Linked DNA regions of Mus musculus: regions 1 and 2 are each linked to region 3. Evidence: chromatin contacts called from public HiChIP or PLAC-seq and Micro-C data. All regions are on one chromosome and are shown on one strand. The core of a region is the stretch at or near the end of the contact, and the rest is flanking DNA. Distances in the headings are between cores, read along the strand shown.

What was found. Hi-C and Micro-C count contacts between places; a contact is called where the count stands out from the background. HiChIP or PLAC-seq counts read pairs in DNA pulled down with a chosen protein or histone mark.
Region 1: an H3K4me3 HiChIP or PLAC-seq map of the 230-238 cell line shows a contact between it and region 3, with 21 read pairs. The contact joins the enhancer-like site here to the promoter of Immp2l in region 3. A contact is called at or near these places in 3 of 39 promoter capture datasets (fetal liver and liver) and 5 of 115 datasets of contacts at active chromatin or transcription factors (the 230-238 cell line, embryonic stem cells, fetal liver and 1 more).
Region 2: a contact with region 3 is called in a Micro-C map of embryonic stem cells, with 2.0 times the contacts expected there. The contact joins the enhancer-like site here to the promoter of Immp2l in region 3. A contact is called at or near these places in 1 of 15 datasets of contacts at CTCF or cohesin (large pre-B cells), 4 of 484 Hi-C or Micro-C datasets (embryonic stem cells, erythroblasts and nephron progenitors), 1 of 115 datasets of contacts at active chromatin or transcription factors (the 230-238 cell line) and 1 of 9 other capture datasets (adipose tissue).

The regions. Positions count from the first base shown.
Region 1 is chr12:40,868,734-40,872,651 of GRCm38.p6, reverse strand. It overlaps the pseudogene Gm19441. Among named protein-coding and RNA genes, the nearest start is that of Immp2l, 150 kb to the left of the region's middle. Within about 2 kb of position 2,046, at least 8 of the 459 cell types and tissues checked have an H3K27ac peak or open chromatin away from gene starts, as enhancers often do. A contact at or near this core is called in the 230-238 cell line, where this site is marked.
Region 2 is chr12:40,886,273-40,890,136 of GRCm38.p6, reverse strand. No RefSeq gene overlaps it. Among named protein-coding and RNA genes, the nearest start is that of Immp2l, 140 kb to the left of the region's middle. Within about 2 kb of position 1,621, at least 85 of the 459 cell types and tissues checked have an H3K27ac peak or open chromatin away from gene starts, as enhancers often do. A contact at or near this core is called in the 230-238 cell line, embryonic stem cells and erythroblasts, where this site is marked.
Region 3 is chr12:41,022,330-41,026,321 of GRCm38.p6, reverse strand. Immp2l (IMP2 inner mitochondrial membrane peptidase-like (S. cerevisiae)) reads right to left here and starts at 2,232. Exons shown (of 7, transcript NM_053122.4): 1 at 2,177-2,232; 2 at 1,689-1,761.

The sequences.
Region 1 (3,918 bases), core at 797-3,296, 150 kb after region 3:
GTATAATATATATAAAAGAAAGTAAAGCCGGGCCATGGTGGTGCACACCTTTAATCCCAGCACTTGGGAAGCAAAGGCAGGCAAATTTCTGAGTTTGAGGCCAGCCTGGTTAACAGAGTGAGTTCCAGGACAGCCAGGGCTACACAGAGAAACCCTGTCTCCAAAACAAAACAAAACAAAACAAAACAAAGTAAAAAATGTGTAGTTCGGGCTGGCCTCCAACGAATGATCTTTTTGCCTTTGCTTCTTCAGCACACTCTACGGCTGTGCACAAGCACAACCAGCTCTTCGTACATTCTTAAGGAGCCTGTGGGCTCATTCTTTTCTCAGCTGCCTCTTTCTTTAAAACAAACAAAACTTCACTTGTAGTGCCAGGCTCATGGGTGAAAAGTCTTGATAGGCTGAGATTAGATCAGCAGTCCATGCCCACTCTGCTTGGTCAGGGGCTAATGGTTGAAATGTGAAGTAGGGTTTATGTAGATAGACCTTGGAGGAATGGAGCAGTAAATGGATTTGGCAAAGACCCTTAATGCTGTCAAACAAATATTTAATTCAAAGCATTGAAAAAGGGCTAAATACAGTGGTGCATGGAGCACACAGCTCAGAGACATGGCATTAATGTTAGTTGAATTATTGTCTCTCTCCTTTCTAAATCTCAATAGTTTTGTTTTTTTTAAGTTATTATTTACTTATTTTTAAAATTAATTAATTAATTTATTTATTTATTTATTATAAATACACTGCAGCTATTTTCAGACACACCAGAAGAGGGCATCCTATCTCATTACAGATGGTTGTGAGCCACTGTGTGGTTGCTGGGATTTGCACTCAGGACTTTTGGTAGAGCAGTTAGTGCTCTTATCCGCTGAGCCATCTCTCCGGCCTGTGGGATAAAAAGTAGGGTCCCGAGTCTGGCCTACTGTATGCCACAGAAGAGCTGAGAACTGAGTGTGGGGCTGGCAGGTGGACTCTGGCCCAGGGCTGAATGGAAAAGAACAGGGAAGGAGCTCTAGCAGATTCCTGCGATGACAAGAGTCCTTTGTTTGGGTTGGAGGAAGCTGTGGCTGGAAATGCAGAGAGGTCTCCGGGCAGGAGGTTAGACACAGGGGCAGGAGGTTAGACACAAGGCTCACTAAGGGAAGACCTGCTCCATTGCTTCAGCATGGTGGGTGGATGAGAAGAAGAGGCAGTCCATGGTTTTAAGGAGTTTATTGTAGAAAGGCAGAGAGGGAGAGAGTAGAGATGTAGAGGCCAGATGAGGGGAGAAGGGAGGGCAAGAGGTGAGAGTAAGAGCAAGAGGGTAAGAGAGGGGAGAGAAGGGGGAGGAGGCAAACAGACCCTTTTATAGTGGGCCTGGCCTATCTGGCTGTTTCCAGGTAACTGTGGGGGTGGAATCCAGACAGAATATCAGGAGCTTGGGCCATTGCCTCCATGACTGATGGTCATACACTTGGGGGGGGGGGGTGCGGCGCACAGGGCAGGGAGGAGACCTTGGAAGGCTGCAGTTGTGACAGGGGCCCAGGAGACATGGCCAAACATCTGCCATTCCTTAGGGTTACCACAGTTCAAGGCCTGTGTTCAACCAGGGACCAGGTGTCTGTGCACAGCTCACTGCTCCACACCAGCCCTTGGTTGTTTTGTTTTGTTTTGTTTTTGGTTTTGTTTTTTTTAAGCTGAAAATTATATTTGTAAAAGATAATATTTTAAAGAATTCTGCAGACCCTGAAAAATATAAATTGTAGCTATAGTTGAGTGAGCCAGCGATTGCAGGCACCTATTGCTAGAGTCCCTTGGGACACCTGGTTTCCGTCTTGCTCTACAATTACTTTGGTCTCCTCTATTAACCTGCCTTACCTTTGTAGGTTGGTCTAGTTTCTGGGAGTCTTAGTGAGGATTTCTATTGCTGTAAGAAAGCACCGTGCCCAAAAGCAAGCTGGGGAGGAGGAAAGGGTTTATTTGGCTTACGCTTCCACATCACTGTTCATTACTGAAAAAAGTCAGGACAAGAACTCAGAGCAGAGACCTAGAGAGTCAGAAGAAGAAGTGAAAGACCAGAAAAAATTCAGACCCCCTAGCACCAAGAATATAGGTTAGCTGGTTCAGTGACCCTGTTCCAGGAACTGGCCGACCACAAAAGTTAGACTAAAATCCTGAGAACAATCTTGAGAAGCAGGGAGTTTCCCCTTGTGATTTTTAGTACCCCTTTGTGATTTTTCACTGGTATTTTCGGCATTTTCCAATAACGCCCTCCCTACCCCCTTGGATTGTGGTTTGTTTGTTTGTTTTTTTCCCTTTTAAATACCCCCTTTCCCAGCTACTGGGGCTGAACTCTTCCACCCCTGCATGGGATACGAGTTGACCCCAGCCTGCTGGATCTTGTCAATAAACCTTGTGCGATTGCAGCAAGGACAGTATCTCATGAGTTCTTGGGGTGCTGAGTCATCCCGAGACTCGAGTGAGGGTCTCACCTCTTCAGGGGTCTTTCAGAAGCAGAGGTCATGATGAGGTGCTGCCTACTGGCTTGCTCAGCCTACTTTCTTATAGAACCCAGGACCACTAGCCCAGTGAAGGCACCATCCACAATGGGCTGGACCCTCTCACAGCAATCAATTATCCAAATGGCCTTCAGGCTTGCCCTCAACCTTATCTAATGGAGGCATTTTCTCAATTGAGGCTCACATTTCTCAACCAACTAGCCAGCACACTGGGTAATATAGATATGCAGCCTGACTTGGTCGCTAACCGAGCCTTAATACAACAAAATGGCCTATTTTTTTTTAAATGTTTTTTTTTTCCTTTTGTAAAGGGTAAAATCAGCTGTGTCTTAAGTACGGCCAAATACGCTTACGCTATCCTTCCAGACTCTCAGTCACATCAGCCACCAGCTGACAAGCCATTGATTGCATCTGCACAATTGTTTTGCTTTTTCAGCTGTAGTAATGACAAGATTGGCCAACAGTGCGCTTATAAGTCACATCTTATTTACTCGTTATTCTATAGATAAACAGTGATGACCTAGAAAATGTTAATTCAGCTGAGTTAGACACAGTCCTTGCTCTGCTCCTTAGGAGTTGTAGCTCTGCTTACACAAAGTACACTAACTCATAATTGAAAATGGAAGCCCATGTGTTGGCTGGTAGGCCTTCAATCTATTGGAAATACTGGGGAAAAAAAAGAAGCCAGGCAGATGGCCCACATCTCAAATCCCATCCCTTGAGAGTCACAACCAGGCAGATCTCTATGAGTTCAATGCCACTGTGGTCTACACAGTGAGTTCCAGGCCAGCCAGAGTTATAATGTGACTCTCTCTCTCTCTCTCTCTCTCACTCAATTAAAACTTGAATAAATTAAAATATAGATTATAGACATATCTGCAGGGCACAGGAGAGTTTTGTAATTCTTTGCTCTTATGTGTAATTCTTTTTTTTTTTAAAGATTTATTTATTGATTATATGTAAGTACACTTTAGCTGTCTTCAGACACTCTAGAAGAGGGAGTCAGATCTTGTTGGGGATGGTTGTGAGCCACCATGTGGTTGCTGGGATTTGAACTCTGGACCTTCGGAAGAGCAGTCGGGTGCTCTTACCCACTGAGCCATCTCGCCAGCCCCCCTTATGTGTAATTCTTAATGTGATAAAAATAAGTGACATTTTCCTAGGCAGTTTAAGCATATACTATTATGTATGCATTAATCGTATCAGTATGTTCTATATTCGTGTTAACCAAGCTAAGTGGCACATTAACATCACTATGCAGCCACCACTACTGTCTGTCCCCAGGGCTTTATCATCTCCAAGGCAGTTCTCCATGTTTAAGTGCCCATTTACAACTGTTTTTGTATCACCATTGTTAGAAATGAGGTATATTTCTTAGGAGTTTCCCTGATAATTTCTACTACTTCTTTCAGTGCCATGAAGA
Region 2 (3,864 bases), core at 372-2,871, 140 kb after region 3:
TTCTGAGACAAAGCTAAGGGGAGTGCCAGGACTCCTGCATATATGGTCCATTTTGGCTTGTGAAAGTGAAGGACAAATGGTTTTCATTTATTCGTCAAACACTTGGAGAGTGTCTACTAAGACAGCCACCGTGATAAATAAGACATGATCGTGACTTTAGGCACCAGACTGAGGGGCTTCATGCTTGTATAGACAATGATTGCACACCTGTGACAAATGCTCCTGGTGGTTTATACAACGTTCCTGGGGAACAGAGAGTCATCAAGTAAACCAGCTACAAAGAGAGAAAAGAGCATCTGGAAGACTGGGGGAGAGGTCTTTGCAATAAGCAAGAGAAAAACAGAAGAGGGGGAGGAATGTGCAGCCTCATCCACACAGTCATGGTCCTAAAAGATAGAACAGCATTTAAGACTTCTTGGAGACTGGTGTGTGCCTGCCTCTGTGTGCGTGTGCGTGTCTGTGTCTGTCTGTGTCTGTGTCTGTGTCTGTTTCTGTGTCTGTGTCTGTGTCTGTGTATCTGTGTGTGTGTGTTAGGACCCCAAGACTCTAGACAGTTGGAAATGAGGAAGAATTCAGGTGCAGGTCTTCAATGTATACCATATAATCCCCAGGAATGGATACCATGCAGAGAGCTTTGGAAGGGCCAGTGACACAGTTCTGTCGAAAAGGAGCAGATTATTCATTTCTGAGCATTTCCCAAGACCCTTACATGTGTATGTGGCGTCTAGGTGTAGCAGGAGAGATCTCTGTGGGCTTCTTGTTCCCTTCAGACACCCTGATCTAGTGAGAACTTACTTCTGCTCTGAATATTTCAGTGGGTTTACAGGTTTCCTAGTCACACTTTGGTTTGTCATTAAACCCTAGAACTCCAGATCTAAAAACCCATTAGCACTTCCCAATGGAAACATCCTGGGGGGGGGGGGGATGGGGGAGGTGAGATTTTTCTCCAGTTAGTTCTTTCTCAGTCACTAGCTACTATGTTAGACCCTTGCAAAGGAATGGAGGTAGTTGAAGTGAAGTCTAGTTTGAATGATGCAGGCGTGATGTGAAGCTAGGATCCCTCCAACACAGCAGGAGTTCAAAGCTGGACAGATGCCAGCACATTCTTCTAAGATCCCACACTAAGGCCAAAAGTCCACTTTTCTCTCACCATACATAGTGCCTTTGAGTTGCTTGCTCATTTCTCCCATTAAGTCACAGCCCAAGTTTTCTACTGTGCTCTACTGCTTATTTCATGGTCTTCTTGGAGGTCTCTTTTAGGATGAGCCCAAGTTATCTGTCTTCAGTTCTAATTTGAGTCCACTGGAAACAAATACCTTTAACCACTAGCAATGGAAGCACAGCGTGGAATCCCTCTGCTGCCTCTCATGCAGGTTAAGACACAACCTCTTATCTTTAAACTCTTTAGATGTGAACCATCCTGGATCATTTCCACATTCTCTGAATTCCAGAGAACATTTGCCAAGCCCTTTGAAATCCCTTGAGCTCCTCTTATTCTGCCTGAAGTGAGAAGTCTGTTGTAAACTCACCTACAACATATCAGCACAGTACAGCCCAGCCCAGCCCAGCCCAGCCCAGCCCAGCCCAGCCCAGCCCAGCCCAGCCCAGCCCAGCACAGCACAGCCCAGCCCAGCCCAGCCCAGCACAGCCCAGCCCAGTACCGCACAGCCCAGCCCAGCTCAGCACAGCACAGCACACCCAGAGCCCTCTCTATGCTTTTTCTAGTTTATTCTTCTCTTCTTTATCCCCTAGGGAGATGGTAGGTTAATACTGACAAAACTAGTTTCACATTTTTCTCAGTATGACTCACTACATGAGTAGTCTGAAAGGGAGCAACTTGTCAAACTACAGCCCTCGGGTGCCTGTCACCTATTTGGGTAAATAAAACTGTTTGAATGTGGAAATACCATGTCTCCTTTGATGCTACAGTGGCTAGTTGCAACAGAGATCGTATGGCCTGCATGCCTAAAATACTTATCACCTGGTTTGTATAGAAAAAGTTTCCAACCCCTATTCCAGAAACACTCAGTATGGTAGCATCAAGGTGTATGTGTGTTTACACTTGCATTAAATTAAAGATGTAGTTTTTGCCATGTGTGGTGGTTGAATGAGAAAAGGAAATTAAAAAGGAAGACATGACTGCTCCTAGGTGTGGTGGAGGGGAAGGTGTCTTGTAGATATGAGGAAGTACATTGCCAGGGGCTGACATCTGGGAGAGTCTAGAGTGAGCAAGACCCTGACCTGGGCCATTTGAGGAGAATGGAGAGGGGAGGTGGGGGAACCAGGAGACCAAGACGCCAGGAGGGTAAAGTACAAAATTGTTGTAGCCAGTAGCCAAAATGGCTGGATTCTGCAGGGATCAGGCAGCCCAGTCAGTGACTGGAGAGTGTGTAACAGTAGGGACTGACTGAGGGAAGCTGGGAGAACCTGGAGGCCACTTCCGCTTTGATATGTTAATTAGGCACCATGTCAGCCCTTTGTAGGGGGTTGAGAATTAAGAGGTCACACCTGGAGAGACAGAGGCAGGGGCAAAGGCAGGATAATGGAATATATGAGTTCACCAGGCTAGAGTGATGGAGTGTTTACTGCTCTTGCAGGAGACCCAGAGGGCAGTTCTCAGCACCCAATACCATTGAGTTCTCAGGACTCAATACCATCTGTAACTCTAGCTCCAGTGGACCTGAGAGCCTCTTCTGAACTCTTCCAACTCCTGCACCCACCCAAACACAGAGCCACACACACATATACTTAATTGAAAATAAGCTTTTTTTTAAAAAAAAATAGGCAAGCGTGAGCTACATAGCAAGACAACTTTCTCAAACCTAAATAAAATACAAATGTAGGTCCTGAGTTCCATCAGCATTGCAAGTGTTCCATAATCCTGTGTACCTAGAGCTGCCACACTGAGAAGCAGGCGTATTTTCACCACTGCAGAAAATTCTGTTGTGCAGGGCCGATGTACAACATTGCTTCAGTATATAGCGGCATGTGGTCCTCTGGTATTGTTGTTGGCCTTTTCTGACCTTAACCTGAGCTAAGACTGAAAATACCCTACTAGTTTAACACATTTACTATTACATGTAATTCTCATTTAATCCTCTTAAAGGCCTATGAAATAGCCATGTATCTGTAGATAATGAAACGGAGGCTTCAGAAAGTTTAAAATGGAAGCTATCTTGAGATCACACTTTCATTTTAAGAAGCTAGCTTTACGGTAGGACATGAGACTGAAGGGAAGACATGGGCTAGCATATTAATGCAATAAGCTGAGTGACAGAGTCATTTCCTATGGCTCACACAGCATAGGAGCCCAAGCTGTGTAGCTTAAGATGCCTGGGTTTATTCTCTCACACTTCCTGCAGAGCTGTCCCTCTGATAAAGACTCTAAGAAGATTCTGCCCTTGCTTCCTCTAGCTGTGCATAGTTGCTGGAGCCCGCTGGCTTGCAGGAAGGCCTTGACATCATCTGGATCCTCTCGGTGTGTCTCTATCAAATTCCTCTCTTCTACTCTAAAGATACCCGCCACTAACTATGGTCGACCCCAATACAATGTGGCTCATTTGACCTGACTTAGGTCTGCAAAGAGCCTACTTCCAAGTAGGATCACACAAGTATCTAGGGTTAGAACCTCAACATAGTATAATGCGGGACTCAACTCAACCCACACGTGGATGTGAAAACTAATAAAGATGGAAGATGCTAAAGGGACTGGGGAAGGAAATTGTGAAGCCTGGGATAACTTGCAGGTCCGTGGCTATCATGGCCAAGAGGAGAAAAACAAATAACAAACAAAAAACAAAAGAAAGAAGTCCCAGAGGGAGAGAAAGGTAGTTTATGTGCTTACCTAAGCTGGATCATGTGCCG
Region 3 (3,992 bases), core at 983-3,482:
AGTAAATACCTAGGCTGTAGGCCTAATTAACATAGAGCTGTGGATTTCATGTCTAAAAGGTAAATAGCAAAATATTACAAAGTTGTGAGGTGCACGTTTTTACTTTCACACTCCTATAGGTGCTGATCCTATGTAACTCTGTTTTGACCTTAGCCTCTTCTCGTGTCAATAAAGAAATGGGGTTAACTGCACAGAACCCCACAGCTGGCCAGCTTCAGGATTTAATCTTCTAAGTGGGTCACCGTTAGCTGCCTCCCTGGTTTCTCACATTGAGCTTTCTTACAGAACAACTCAAAAACTTGCTCTCATCTAGTGACTGTGCCCAAACTATGTATCTATTGCTTGGGGAAACGACTGTAACACTATGCATTATGGAAAACAACCCTCCACAGCTAGTCACCCAAGTTTATTTCTGACTCTACCAGAAAAGTGGAATGATGGCACTGGCCCCACACACCACTATTGGTCCGTAAGCCACAAAGACAGCAGCAGGCAGAAGTTCTCTAACACTTAGATATAATTCCACAGAATTATGTGTAAACTTCCACAGAAACCTGCGAAAGGCCCATTCCCAAATCAGGTCATCTCCAACAGTCTCATTCTCCACATACTGCTTTGTTTGTTTTCTTTATGGGATGTTTTTGTTCTTTTGTTTTTTGAGAGAGGCCCTCATTTGTATCTTTGTCTGGCCGGGAACTCCCTATATAGACCAGGCTGGCCTCGAAGTCACAGAGATCCACCTGCCCCTGTAGGGACTGAAGGCAGGAGCCAGCTCTCCAGATCCCATTTTGACCAGTGTTCATTCGGCACACGATGAAAGGACATCAGAGATAGAGTCCCTCTTTAATAAACAACCATGTCTTAGTTTTTCATAATATGCGAACATCTGCCTCTCAAGGAAGTCAGGTTCATATGTGGCATGTGCCAGGATGGGCACTGAGGGTAAGTCTAGCTTTCTCTCGGGGGTAAACAAGCCTGTGGCTTGCTGTTCTTGCTTATAGCTAACCTGTGTTTTAAGTAAAAGTTGGCGGAGATGAATGTAAAACTGGAGGGTTTCGAACCTGAAAGGAACTGTGTTTCCTATCACCAGACAGAGACTAGGAGAAGGGCAAGTCTTAGGGAGGAACCAATGAAGAGAGATGATAACTTGAAATCAGTCAACTTCCCAGGACTTCAGCTTTTCAGAAAAGCACCTCAATGCCTGAGATAGGACCTCCCCCAATTCCTCTGTAATTCTGAAAGACCTGAGAACTAGAAGTATATGAAATTGCCTGTATGTGGCCCCATGTGCGTTCCCCCACTGTTGAGATTTTAAAATGTAAGGTCCCCGGAGGGATAACTGCCAAGCAGAGCCAAGATTACCTAGGGCCCTACTGTGTCAGGAACTACTGAATGCTACCTAGGAAGACAGGGGACCTGAGAGGAACTATAGCATCAATGTGCCAGGTTAAAGAGGGTCTGAAAGGAAATGAGTTTTCTCTCAGGTGTCTAAAACGCTGCTAAACTTCCAGTCGGCTCTACGGGCTTCTGGAACCTGAAGAAAGGCTTGATCTTGGGACAAGTGACCTTTGAAGGTGGGTTATCCAGTTCCTGATAAAAAGTGGAATTTGGACCCAAGTTGCCTAGGGTAGTTTCCCCACTCGAAAAAGAGTCCTGGCACCTTCCGCCCCTGAGCAATACTTACTTACCCTTTCTCCCGCTCTTCCTCGGTGAGAAGGGGTAAGTGGTAATATTGTACCCTCGCCCAATTTGGCCAAAATCCTAAAAGTAAAAATGACAGAGACAGGTCCTTTAAAATCCCGTGGCTCCAGCCTGAGCAGCTCCCACAAGCTGCTCACCACCCCAGGAGCAGCGCTCCCTCCCGGCCGCTCTGTGGGTCCCCCAGGGCGGGGAGAAGAGGTCGGCTACCCGCCCGGATCGGGGTTCGGGTTCCCTAACTGAGGGAGACAAGAGGACGAACTGAGGGGACAGCCGCGCGGCCTCACTGGAACACGCGCACGCACGCATGCTCGCTACCATCGCGCGGATAGCGGCCGAGCGGCTCCCCACCTCCCAGCAACGCCCACTCGACGGAGGAGAAGCCGGAGATAAGAGACCCTGCCGGGGACACAGAGGGTCTGCTTAAGCCCACCCGCGTGCCAAGCCGCCCGGACCCGCCGCCCCATTCCCCGCGCACCCGCTGCGCAGCTCAACCCAGGGGAAGTCCCCGCGGCACGCTCCGCCCTCCGCCGCGGCACGCCCCGCCCTCCGCCGCCGCTCGCCCCGCCCTTTGCCGCCGCTCGCCCAGACCCGACCCCCAGCTGGGCGGCAGCCGGAGACTCCGCCTACTACTACGGAAGTCCCGCCCCCGAAACGCGGCTCAAGGTGGATCCGCAGCCAGAATTGGGTTTACGTCAGATCAGGGGGCGGTACTGACCGTCTAGAGGTTCCAAGTGTTAGAAGCCTTAGGTCTAAGCCCTAGGTCGAAGCCTGGCATGGCTAAGAGGGCAAGGAAAAGCAGCAAGTTATCAGAAGCTATCTTCAGCTTCTTCCCTTAGACCAGGAACCCAGACTGGACTTCTTGTGTTGTTCTGTGGTTTTGTTATTGTTTTGTTTGCACATGGGTAACTTCGGGTTTGCTTCCTCTAGCAAGCCAAAAGAAAAAAATCCAGAACTTTTTTTTTTTTTTTTTTTTTTTTTGCTTCAGAGAAACTAGGGTTGTTTTTTTTAATATACTTAAGCTTTTGCTCGTTAATTGTAAAAAATCTTAACTGTGTAATTACAACCTAGAAAAACACTGTAACTAACAGAATATAGACAACAAAATTAATTTGCTTTTTCTAGCCCTCCTCAGTTGTATCTTTATCTTTTCTTGCTTTACCCTTTTAGATAATGCTGAACTATCATTCTCAAGTTTACATAGCGCATAATGTTCTGACACTCAGCATTCAAAATTAACTCTAAAGATGGGAGAGTGTAAGAGACTTAAATGGAGCCGAGCAGTGGTTGCACGTACCTTTAGTCATCACAGCACTGCTAAGGCAGAGGCAGGTGAAGCCAGCCTGCTAGCCTGATCTACAGAGCTAGTTCCAGGACAGCCAGGCCTACACAGAGTAAACCTCTCTCAAAAAAAAAGGGGCGGGGGGGGGGGAGAAGGGGGAAGACTTTAATGGGTTGATAGGCTGATAGTTAATAATTACAAAAGTCTGCCAAAGAAACATGATTGCTCTCCTGTATAGGATGTAGGTACAGTTATTCTTATCTAAAATATTTACTGCGAGGTAAGTTTGATTCTACCAGTGCTTTATCTTGGAGGCCGCCCCTGATGACAGAGCCTATTTACAAATTGGATTGGGCCCTAACAGTAAAGAGACTCCAAATTAAATAGATGTTTGTTCCAGTGAAGAACCAACAGTATGGGATGGCATGAACATACATAAACATCAAAGTTTCTAGAATCCATACAACCTAATCTAGGCCTAGAATATTTTCAGCATCCAAGATTTACTGCAGAATAAACTCACTATTTCTGGTTCTTTCTGAGCGATGGCTGGATGATTCAACTCAGCTGTTCTGGCTCAATTCTTCTCAATGGAAAATGATTCAGTCTGGTTTATCTTGGCTTTTCCTGAATGAATTACTCTACTTGGCCTCATTCTAACTTGGCAGGGTGTTCTAATCTCTGGTTCCTTCTCATTCCCTGGCTCCTTCACTTGTATCTAGCTTGTTCTCTCTCTCTGTGACCTGTCTCTGTACAACTGTCCAGCTAAAACTGCCTCCTTCCTTCCTCTTTGCCCTGCTCTCTTAAGTAGCTTCCCTTTCCTCTCTTTTCTCCTGAGGATTTGGCGTGTCCTAGTGTGTCAAATCTTTCTCTGATTTGTCACTTTGTCTGCCACTCAACTAGCTATCACTTTCAAACATGGGTGCTTCTTTCTACAAACTAACTTTACCTTCGTTGTTTGGGATTAAAGGTATGTACAAAGAGCATATCTCTATTCCAGCCAGAGGGACTA